Regions from separate parts of the Mus musculus genome. Here all the other regions are linked to region 2. The links are chromatin contacts, called in public Hi-C and promoter capture Hi-C maps. All regions are on one chromosome and are shown on one strand. Each heading gives the region's core, a stretch centred on a gene start, on an enhancer-like site or on the middle of the called end of the contact. The rest is flanking DNA. Distances are from core to core; before and after follow the strand shown.

Region 1 (3,878 bases), core at 1,010-3,509, 190 kb after region 2:
ACCCAGGTTTCTCACATGCAGCTGTTCCCCAAACAACAGATCTATAGATGTCAGGAAAACTCTTGAGACAGATGAGATAGATTCGGGACCACTGTCTTAGAACAGTTCTGCAGCTTGCTGGAGAGAACCCACAAAATAAAAAAGACAGCTAGTAAAACTATGCTAAATATCAAATCAGTAGATACAGTGGGAGGCAGAAACACCTCCAGGTGGCTGGGCCGAGGCAGAGAAGGCTGTTTGGTAGCTTCTATGAAAGAATAATTGGGACCAGACTAAAAGCCAAGGGACTGAACAGGGCAAGGATATTGCTATGTGGGTAATAACTCTTAAATATTAGCTGGTGTTCATTTATTCCACAGAGTCATTTCTGGTTTTTATTTTATTTTTTTGTTCAAAAATACTTCCTGAATATTTACTTCCTAGGCACTCAATAAATGTATTCTCTCTTTACCCCTCCTCCAAATCTGAACCCAGATCATTTTGTATATGCTAAGCACACTCAGCTAAACATTAAGCTTTGGTGGGTGTGGTGGTGTCTTACAAACTGTTGTCTCAGGAGGCAAGAGGCAAAAGGTGGGAGAGTCCTTGAGTCTGAGGCTACCCTGGGCTACAGCATAAGACTATCTCTAAAAGCAAAGACAAAACAAACAAACAAAAACCAACCCAATAAACCAATAATACACCAATAAACTCATCAATAGCCCTTCTTCTTTTTCCTCCACCCTTTACTGGAGATAAACAAATGTGATAATATCTCCGTAGCTTCCCATTTTTTCACCTGGTGGTCACATAGAAAACTGTCTTAGAAACTCTTAGTCTTCAATGTGGAGGGAAGAGTTGGATTGTTTGGTATTCAAGCTGTCATGGCTTGCTCTGTGGAAGCGGAATAGAACAGTCCCCCTCATGATGGCTTTCACATGTGTGACCCTTTTGGCACACTTACATTCATTCAGTCTGCTTCTCATGGGGGAGACCCATAGAGGGACTAGATCTTATCAGATTCGTGACATGCCCAAAGTCTTTGAGTGGTGGAATTCACACCTAGTGTGACATATTCCACCCTTCCAGTGGTCCCCAAGTAGACATCACATCACAGTCACCAGGAAAATTTGCAGAGCCCCCACCCCACTGCTATGCAGCAAACCAACAGGTACCAACCACCTAGTCAGGTCTAGAGTGTGCTGGAATCAAAGCACTGTCTTTGCCTTTGTCAAAGCTGCATCGCCAACCCCTGTGTTTGATTTGTTTGAGACAGGGTCTGTAAGCACAGGCTGTCGTCTCAGTCCCTATGTGGCCAACGGTGATCTTAAGTCTCTGACCCTCCAGGGCTAGGATTGCATATGTACATCATCATTTTAGACTGCTGGAAAGTGAGCTCCTGCAACGAGGCGAAGGCCCCACTGGCTGTCTCAGAATTGTTAGCATGCTTCATCAAAACATCGGGATTTCTCATGTCCAAGCAGGATCAAAAATTTTTATTTTTTAACAATCTCAATATGATTCACGTCCACTGGACTCATTGGATTAAAGAGCCACAGATTAACATCTCTGTGGAGGGACCTGGTGGGAAGGGCATTTCAGCGATTTTCTTTGAGGTTCATAGTATACTGTGGAGGCTCTGGTTTGACTCTGATTAATTCCTAAGGCAAACAAAACAAAACAAGCAAGCAAGTAAACAAACATCCCCCCCCATCCGAAAAAAAAAAAAAACAAAAACCCCTCCTCTCTTCGGTTGCTTCCTGAAAGCTGGTGATTTCTAAGGCTACCATGAACAGCACTGTAGAATTTGCAGGGTCCATTCCAGCGTGAACCACAAAACCTAAATTATGTGGCTGGGGAAAGTTGAGATCCAAGGAAAGGGTCTGAGGGGGAAAGTCAACCGATCCATCAATAAAAACAGTTCGTATATTGTAAGCTATGTGAGGGTCCTATTTATTCCTTTTAGAGACGGGAAAACCGAGATTTAGAGCACGAAAATCATACCCCAAGGCACAGAGATAACCAAAGACCAAGTTGCCCAGTGCAACCTCAAAATTATAGCCAGGCACCCGCCCCTCCCCACCCTCCACTCCTGTCCCCAAATCGCTGATCTACACACAGTCTGAAATTCGGGCGCCCTCCAGGCGAAAACTCAAGTTAGACCAGACTGTAGAGCAGTTCTGCTCGCTCCAGGCTTCTCCGGGGCTGCAGCTTGAGAACTACAAGGCCCAGCAGGCAACTGCAAGGGGAGGAGGAGGAGGTGGGACTAGCGCCGGGTGGGAGTGAGAGAGCGAGCCCTCGCGCCTCGCCGGCGCACAGCGCTCGGAGCGCTCCTGCGGGTACTTTGGCGGGGCTCTCCGCTGCGGGCGGCGCGGAACGGGAGCCGGAACCCTGGTGCAGCCGCTGCGTGCAGAGGACCCGGGCTGCGCAGGGAAGCGGGGCCGAGACGTCCGGACTGGACTGAGACTGTGCTTAGCGCATTGCGGCGACCTCGCCTTTCCCGGCCGCGAGCGCGCGCCGCAGCTGGAAAAGCAGCGGAGACCGAGGACTTTTCTCAGGTCCCAGGGGCGCACCACAGCCGTGCTGCAGTCAATGCACGCCGGAGCCCCAGGAGGGGTGATGGAACTCGGGCTGCCAGAAGCCTGAGACGCCGCCACCGCCGCCGCTGCGTACTGGAGAGCGGGGGGCGCACGATCTGGGGACCCCGGGCGGCGGACCCGAGCCCTCCCCCCCGCCCCGCCTCCGGGGCACCAGCTTCGGCTCCATTGTTCCCGCCCGGGCTGGAGGCGCCCGGCTCGGAGTGCCGCCGGGAGTCGTGCCTCGGCCGCGGAGCCCTCGAGACCCCATCAGGATCTGAACGGAGCCCGGAGACGAGCGGCGGGAGCGCAAGACACAGACACCCGCCGCGCCACGGCGAGCTCTCCAGAGGCGGGACCGCAGCGCCAAGTGAGGTAAGAGTCGCCGGCGCCCGCAGAGCCGGCTGGCTGGGCGTCCCGAGCGGCCCCCGCGCTTCGCCAGTCGCAGCCCGCGCCTCCCTCCTCCAATCCCCCACCCCACCCCCGACTCCGCTCCCTCCCCGGCGCCCCTGTCCCTCCTCCCTCGGCCAGTGTCGCTGCCCGCGCCCCCTCCCCGCGCGCTGGGCCCGCTGCTGCTGCCCGCTGCCTAACTTTTCCGCCAACTCGCGCTCCGGAGCTAGCGAGGAGGCTGCTGCGCTCCGAGTCCAGACCCCGACCCTCTTGGCCCAGGAGAAGGCGGCGGAAGCTGTGTGTTCCCTACTGGGGAGGAGGGCGGGAATGGGCCGGGAGATGGAGGGTGTGTGTGTGTGTGTGTGTGTGTGTACATCATCTATCTTTTGGTCCTCTTGCGGATTCACCCCGTTTCAGCCGGTGGCTTTAAGCTCAACACCCTACATCTGGGATCTTTTCAAGTGTTTTCCTACCTCCGGGCAAGTCTGGGGTCCAGGTTGGGGGGTTGAAGAGGAAAGGAAGTGGCGGGGAAGGCTAGCTTGTCTTGGAATAGGTTTGAAGGAGGTGTCGTCACCAAATGGCTGAATCGGCTTTAGCGGAGAGCGAGCAAAGATTCCCCCCCCTTTTGAGGGGTGATGGTGGTGGTGGTGGTAATGTTCTATTTTATCTTAGACCTAGAGGACTCTTGAAGGGGTCTGGAGAAGCGGGGGGTGGGGGGTCTCGGGGTCTGGATCGTTCTGGGAAGTGGAGGAAATGAGGAGAACTTGTCCGGTGCGGAGGAGCCCTCTTCTGCCCGCTTGTTGCTTCTCTGGCCCAGACCCCCTCTCCACACCTCCTGTGCCTCCTCTTGTAGTGTCTCCGGCGGGGTAAGACAACCTAGTACTCATATTTTTAGAGGAATTTACTGACTTTTTAAATATATAGATGGGGTTT
Region 2 (3,569 bases), core at 639-3,138:
TGCTAACGACTGGATTTCCCCGTAAAGTCTCTGGGATGCTACGTGACTCCAATCCAGACCATTATCTCAACTTCGAATGCCACGGGAACCCCCGTGGATGAGCATTCTGCGCTCCACTGTGGCCACTGTAGCAGGGAAGATGGGAGTGTTTGCTTTGCATGTTTTCTTTTTTTTATTTGGCCGTTGCCATGAACCTCGCAGGAGACCACAGGTCATGTTGAGCCAGCAAGCTGCAAGCCCAAGCTCTGTGGCATTCTTCAGAGAACTCAGTCAGAAATATCTCAGGCCTCAGAAAACCCAGACCAGCCTCCCAGGCTGGCTTGGTCACTGAGTTCTGACAATGCTGACTTTGAAAGAACTGGCAGGAACTTAATCCTGAATGAAAGACTACCGCAGCCAGATGTTTTGGCTCTGCTGAGGCTGAAGAGGACAAAGTGCAGCTGGGAGCTGAGGGCTGGAGTAGAGGTAGGGCTGGCTCAGTGACAGTGGCTTCAAACCACCAATATGAATCCCCTCACATGGGTTTTGAGGGTCAGAAACACAGGAACAGCTTTGCTAGGTGGTTCTGGCCCAAGGCCTGCAGTGAAGTTGTAGTCAAGCTCTTGACAAGGGTTTCAGTCTTCTGAAGGTTTGGCTGGCTAGGAAAATCCACATCAGACTTCCCACAAGGCCAGCCAGTAGTAAGGAGTCTCAGTTCCTTTCTTTGTGGTCCCCTACCTGCAGCTGCTATGTAAGATTGGCATGGTAGCTGGGTGGGGCTGAGTACTCCAGAGAGGGCAGGCAAAACAGCCCCAGGTAAAATAAAATGGTGGATGAGATTGGAGCATACAGAGACTGAGGGTGTGTAGATGCCACTGGGGTGGGCGCTGGCTGACCTTTGATTGCTTAGCATCCAGTTGACATTCACAGCACCTTATATGTTGGATATAGGAAGCTTCAGTGTCCTTTATAATGTATGCACAGATGTGGGCAATACCATGGTTCCTGCTATATTTGTTGGGTCATATCAACCTGTCGTTGCAGGATGTGAGAGCCATGCAGCAGTGTGGCTAGGAAGATGAAGTGGTTGCTGCACTCCCTACGTTCTGGTGGGCATGCCACTTCACGTGTACCTGTTAAATCCAAACTGACCACCATGTGGGAAATCTTACACCCACAGCTTTGTATTTTGACCTATGGAGGAGACAACAACTTCAGTTGTTCTGATGGACAATGCTATACAGCACAGCACTGTACCCCAATTTTTAATGTACCCCATTTTTAAACGTAGTTTATATACACTTGTGTAGTTTCCTCAATGAGACATGCAATAAGAGACAGCAAACTTAATTCTAGACACATGGTAGTTTAATCAAAAGTTACTGGGTGACCTATAGCCCCCCTCAAATTCTGCTTTTTTGTGTGTGCATTATTGTTTTGCCTACATGTATGTCTGTGTGAGAGTGTCGGATCCCTCAGAACTGGAGTTACAGACCATTGTGAGCTGCCGTGTAGGTGCTGGGAATTGAACCCGGTTCTCTGGAATAGCAGTCACTGCTCTTAACTGCTGAGCCATCTCTCCACCCCCAAATCCTGCTTTTTGTTACAGTCTGGGAATCTGGGGTTGTCAGAAAGGAAAAAATAATAAACAAAATCTTGGCCAGACACATGATCAGTCTAGTTCAGAGCAAAACTCCACGGGTGGCTGGCTGCCTCTTGCATCAGGAAGAAGATTGGCTTTTAGTTGGAAGGTCAGCAGGCACCTCCTGCCCACGGCCGGGACTAATGATGAAGCTCTCTGACATGGGGCTGCCCAATAACTCATGAGGCTGCAGGAAGCTCTGTTCCTGTGCACCCTGGGTTGGTAATGTGCAGTAGGCCAAGCAGGCACTCAAGAGGAAATGGTTCTAACAAGCAGAACTTCCTTTTAAATCTCTCCATGATTTGAAAACTAGCTCTAAACTGGAAAGCATGTCTGCTCTGTGGAGAAGGAAAAAAAAGGTTGGGGAGGGCGGGGACTTGCCTTGCACAACGTCACCATCACACACTAGTCTGTCTCGTGGAACTAATTCTGACTCTTTAGTGCTAGATCATAGAAGAGTCAGTGATTTGGGATGCTATATTCAGCCCAAGTGAAGCACGGTGGTACCAACACTCTCTGTAGTTGATATGACTGAAAACCAACCCTATGATCTCAGATTAGAAGCCAGAGGAGGAGAGGCCCCTCCTCCCCTGCCAGCCTTTCAGCCTTTGGGGTTTCCTGGGTTAACAGGTCTCCACTAGACATCCAATGAGGCAAAGTGACCTTCAGAAGCCTGAACCTCTTGTTTTTTCAGAGAGTTAACCTTGGCCCCTCTTGTTGTACACACCTCTCTTGTTGTACACACCTCAGCTTTTCCTATCCGTGGTTCTGCATTTGTGGCAACTACGGAGCCTCAAGGCTGCCTATGAAAAATGCTTTGTTATATTACATTGCCCCCTGGCTCCAATGAATCGCTCTGTAAATCACACTATTGTTAAAATGTCCTAGGAAAACTAAAACCACTTTCTGGGGCTCTGAGAACACAAGGACATTAATCAGAGGCAACCATTACAGGACGAATATTAGGGAAAGTAAAGAAATAAAAAAACACGGTTTTAATGTGTAGAGCTTAGAGAGGTGGGACTGGGGCCAAGCCAGAATATCTTCACTCGTTCAGAAATACCCTGATACAGGAATACATTATCTCTGAAGGCTTTAAACCCATTTAGTTTTATAGCAAAACAATATTGAACACCTGCTGCACCTTAATGATCCCGTTCAGGCAGCCGAGGGTGAGGATGGAGTGGGGGCGGGGCACACTCTATAAATCAGGAATAACCTTTAGTCAGACTCAGCTGGGACCCCAACTACAGTTGTAGTGAGGATGAGGGGTAGGACTCAGACTCCAGGAAAGCATCTAAGACCACTGATGGGAATAGTCATAGGGGCAGGAGGCTCTACGGGGAGGCCATAAACCATTCTGTACTTACGTATGTAAAATGGGGAGGCACAAAGAGGGAGGAGAAGCGAGGGACAGCTTTGACGATGACAAACTTTACAGTCTGAAAATTTAGTCAACAGAATTTTGTTCAAAAGATGTTGGCCTTGCTTATCTTGTGCACGTGAATACATGCTGGTGTGTGTGTGTGTGTGTGTGTGTGTGTGTGTATGCATGTGTGCTATAATTGGGAACATGCCACTCTGCCCCTGTGGAGGTTCTGACCTTCAGTCTGGATCGTCCATCCACCTTGTCAGAAATGCCTGCTGTCTCTTGTTCAGTGCTCTGTACGCCAGCCTAGATGGCGGGCAAGCATCTGGCAATTCTCTGTCTTTGCCTCCCATCTCTGCCGGGTTCCATGGAGATTACAGATGCTTGCACTGCTGGCTGGAGTTCTGAGGATAGGAACGCAAGCTGTGGAGGCTTGTGCGGCAAGCGTTTTACCCAGTGAGCTGTCTCACTAGGCCTCGCTTGGCCTTTCGCTGCTCTGATTGCTCATTACAGAGTTCGGTTTCTAATAAAATTTGACTTAAAAGTAGAAACCTTGTGCCCTCTGATGTCTTGCCATCT
Region 3 (3,593 bases), core at 544-3,043, 240 kb after region 2:
CCCTGGTCCTTCCTCTCTCTCTAACCTCACCATCCTGCTTCAGGTACATGATGATGCGGGACTGCTGGCATGCAGTGCCCTCTCAGAGACCTACGTTCAAGCAGTTGGTGGAAGACCTGGACCGCATTGTGGCCTTGACCTCCAACCAGGTAGGGCTGTCCCCCGGGGTTGGAACTTGGGCCTCTGTCACATAGGCTCCTGGGAAGGTTTGGGTGCCACCCACCGATCCCTTTCTGTCACAGGAGTATCTGGACCTGTCCATACCGCTGGACCAGTACTCACCCAGCTTTCCCGACACACGGAGCTCCACCTGCTCCTCAGGGGAGGACTCTGTCTTCTCTCATGAGCCGTTACCTGAGGAGCCCTGTCTGCCTCGACACCCCACCCAGCTTGCCAACAGTGGACTCAAACGGCGCTGACTACCAACCCTGTCCCCAGTTTTCTCCCATTCCGTCGTCACCCGTGCCCCTCACCCACAATCCCCTTGTTGGACACACTGCCTTTCTCCTCCTCCTTTGCCGCTGGCAAGAGCCAGTGCCTGACTGAGGCCTTCCTGTGTTGTGGCCTTCCCCCTCCATCACCCCCAAGACCCCTCTTCTCCCTCTTCTTAGCCTGCTGTGTGAGAGAGGAGCCAAGAGGCAGGTGCTTGCCGACGGCCGCATCCTCCTTCCCAGGTGTTGGACCAAGACCCGCCCCGCTGCCTGGCACTGCTTGGAGGTGTGCAGAGCGGAAGCAAGTGGAGCATCCGGGGCATTCCTGTTGACCCATCAGCCCCTTCTGTTCTGGCGGCAGGGGCCTTGGGGCTCCTGGAAGCCGTGAGGTTTCTGTTTAGGCCTTAACCGAAGGCAACCTCTGCTCCAGATGGATGGTACCAGTAGCTTCTTAATTCCAATACTAATTTGCTTTGCTGACCAAATACCTGCCTGGTACCAGAAGACAGGGAGGCAGAGACTGGGAGCCGTGATGTGCCCTTGGGCTGAGCCCTAGACTTGGGGCTCTGTACATAGCTATGAAGAAAAACACAAAGTGTATAAATCTTGAGTATATATTTACATGTCTTTTTAAAAAGGGTCGTTACTAGAGATTTACCCATGGGGGAGACGCCCAGGGTAGCATCCGTTGCTATATATTAAAAACAAACGAACAGAAAGAAAAAAAAAAGGAAAATGTTTTTTAAAAGGTCATATATTTTTTTGCTACTTTTGCTGTTTTATTTTTTTAAATTATGTTTTAAACCTATTTTCAGTTTAGGTTTCCCTCAATAAAAAATTGCTGCTGCTTCATTTTTATCCTGGGCGTGTGAAAAGAGAGCAGGTGTCCAGCGCAGAGGAGGGAGACAGGGGGTAAAGGGCCATGAGCTGGTCTTCCCCCTGCCCCCCATGACCTCTGTCTCCTGGATTGTGCCCCAGACCTCCCAGCCAAGCCTTCTATCTCCCGATGCATTGGGAACAGCAGGAGAAGACTGAGGTCCTGAGGGCAGAGAGCCAAGCTCGCACACTTGATTGTTTCCTCGGAGGAGAGAGTGAGAGGATGAGGTTAGCCAGAGGGTAGAACTGGACAGAAACCCAAACCCTAGACCCTGTACATTCAGATGTCTTGTCTATCTTCCCCAACCTACTCCTCATATTCCTCTCCTGTAAATATCCTCCCCTTCCCTGTTGGTCTCTGTTACCCAGTTGGGTCTGTCCCTGAGCTTGGCTTCCTATAGTTTTTCCTTCACAAACTCCACCCATCCCTCAGGAAACAGAAAACGATCTCTTTGGTTGGGGTCAACTTGGCAACTCAATTCTGCCACCTGCTGGTTGCTTTGGTACCTTGGTCTCTTATTCAAACCCACACCACTCAAGCCTTAGAGGGTTTGTTTTTGTTTTTTGTTTGTTTGTTTGGTTGGTTGGTTGGTCTTTTTTTTCTGGGTCTGCTGAATACAAACCTGTTCAGTATGATTTCATCTGTAGGGGTTAGGGCTGCTTCTTTAAATGCAGTTTTGGCAGCTGTGGTTTGGGTCATTGTCATAAGAGTTCTTATCGTTGTTTCTCTCTGTACACATGTAACTGTCAAAATATTATGAATGGTTTTTATGCTGAAAGAAGACATCATTTGGCAAAGAGGGCTAGGGAATGAATTTAGCACAAACTCATTTTCTTGGAGACCGTGTATCATAGTGGTTTTTTTTTTTTTTCTTTCTCTTGTTAAAACTGAACATTATTTCTGCCTCAGGTCTACTTGACTCACTGCTGTGTGGATGGAAGGAGAACACAGAAAGGGCTTAGTGTGACTCAAGGAGAGGAGCTAGGAACTGGAAGGAACTGAAGTCCCCTCTGTTACTATTCAGATTGCCCGCAGACGGCCCCTGGGACAGGGGTGGCTATCAAATAGAAAGTAGTGACATTGACATGAAGGGAAATGAAATGGCTATTTCACTTAGAGGACCAGATTAGGTCTCGTGGGAGGGGGAACCCAGCTTACAGAATGAAGATGTTACTGTCAGAGCACAGCATCTGTCTGGTTTCCTGGGGGTTAAAATATGGCCCAGGCATCAATCAATACTGCTTCCCCATCTTTTCTAATTGCCATAGGCTAAAGGCCATCAGTCCCCTGGCTCTGTTAATGTAATGTATCGATTTCAGGTAAGTAAGATTGAACATAGATGAAGTAAGAAATCGGCCTTAATGGTAATGAACTCTGTTTATCAACTGCCACTGGGTGGAGCCAGCAAGCTAAAATATCCTCCTACACACAGACAGTGTTAGGTTATACTGTCAGAGCCACTGTCCTCTGAAGTAACAGACCTACCTGCAAGCGGGAACTTTTGGCCTGGATATAGCATTGTCAGACTCTGGACATGACCAATATGTCTTGTACAGAATTGGACATGGCACAAGTGCAGGGCCATACTATTAAGTAGCAGCAACAACTATTACAATTCTGTGTAGAATGTGTGCTGTGTCTAATGTCGCTACAGGCGCATGTTAGAGCTTAAAACTGTACCCAATGAGCTTGTTAGCAGCTGTTAGCAGCTGGTAGAGCTTGGTTCCACCACATATGCAGGAAATAGCTGGGAGGGAGAATGGAGGGCTTTGAAGCAACATGGCATGTAGAAACCAAGAAGGGAGTAGACCAGCAAGAACCCTGAAGTTGGCTGGTCCTGGTAGTGAATGCCTGTAATCCCAGACTCAGAAGGCAGAGACCGGTAGATCTTGAGTTCAGGGACAACTTGGTCTACATCGTGAGTTCAGGGCCTGCTGAAGATGCACAGTGAGACTCTTGTCTAAAAGGAAATTAAACGAACCAGAACACACTGAAGTTATGAAGGACTCTGGAACTGGTTCCCTCTTGTTTGACACACAGCAGCATTCAGAATCTTTACTGCCTGCTGGGTACGTGCATGTCCTGGTGCACAGAAGCAATGCATTCAATTGCCGTGCTGTCGGAGGTTCCAGTGGTGTGCTGAAACTGGCTCTCTAAAGGAAAGTATGTGTGTCAGCCTGGGGTTATGGCCTAGTAACCCAAATTTTGAAAACAAAAGGTGATGGTCTTTAATCCTGAACTCAGGGGGCAGAAGCCAGTGGATCTCTTAAATTCAAGGCCAGCCT

What was found. Promoter capture Hi-C pulls out the DNA fragments that hold promoters and counts their contacts. Hi-C and Micro-C count contacts between places; a contact is called where the count stands out from the background.
Region 1: a contact with region 2 is called in a promoter capture Hi-C map of the HPC-7 cell line. The contact joins the promoter of Fgfr1 here to the enhancer-like site in region 2. A contact is called at or near these places in 22 of 39 promoter capture datasets (the 3T3-L1 cell line, 3T3-L1-derived adipocytes, the C10 cell line and 16 more), 4 of 484 Hi-C or Micro-C datasets (the MC3T3-E1 cell line, MC3T3-E1-derived osteoblasts, bone marrow-derived macrophages and 1 more), 15 of 115 datasets of contacts at active chromatin or transcription factors (bone marrow-derived macrophages, craniofacial prominence, embryonic basal ganglia and 11 more) and 4 of 9 other capture datasets (adipose tissue, embryonic stem cells, liver and 1 more).
Region 3: a Hi-C map of bone marrow-derived macrophages shows a contact between it and region 2, with 31 read pairs. The contact joins two enhancer-like sites. A contact is called at or near these places in 1 of 15 datasets of contacts at CTCF or cohesin (the NIH/3T3 cell line), 12 of 484 Hi-C or Micro-C datasets (the N1E-115 cell line, bone marrow-derived macrophages, brown adipocytes and 4 more), 6 of 115 datasets of contacts at active chromatin or transcription factors (the NIH/3T3 cell line, astrocytes and embryonic stem cells) and 5 of 9 other capture datasets (adipose tissue, embryonic stem cells, embryonic trunk and 2 more).

What each region holds. Positions count from the first base shown.
Region 1 is chr8:25,516,500-25,520,377 of GRCm38.p6, forward strand. It overlaps Fgfr1 (fibroblast growth factor receptor 1), which reads left to right and starts at 2,260. Exons shown (of 18, transcript NM_010206.3): 1 at 2,260-2,930. Gm31288 (a long non-coding RNA gene) reads right to left here. Exons shown (of 3, transcript XR_003947368.1): 3 at 3,189-3,878. RefSeq lists promoters at 1,425-2,399, 2,185-2,399.
Region 2 is chr8:25,329,588-25,333,156 of GRCm38.p6, forward strand. No RefSeq gene overlaps it. Among named protein-coding and RNA genes, the nearest start is that of 5430421F17Rik, 25 kb to the left of the region's middle. Within about 2 kb of position 1,889, at least 19 of the 459 cell types and tissues checked have an H3K27ac peak or open chromatin away from gene starts, as enhancers often do. A contact at or near this core is called in the HPC-7 cell line, adipose tissue and bone marrow-derived macrophages, where this site is marked.
Region 3 is chr8:25,573,503-25,577,095 of GRCm38.p6, forward strand. It overlaps Fgfr1 (fibroblast growth factor receptor 1), which reads left to right. Exons shown (of 18, transcript NM_010206.3): 17 at 44-149; 18 at 243-2,216. The coding sequence ends at 419. Among named protein-coding and RNA genes, the nearest start is that of Gm16159, 19 kb to the left of the region's middle. Within about 2 kb of position 1,794, at least 52 of the 459 cell types and tissues checked have an H3K27ac peak or open chromatin away from gene starts, as enhancers often do. A contact at or near this core is called in bone marrow-derived macrophages, where this site is marked.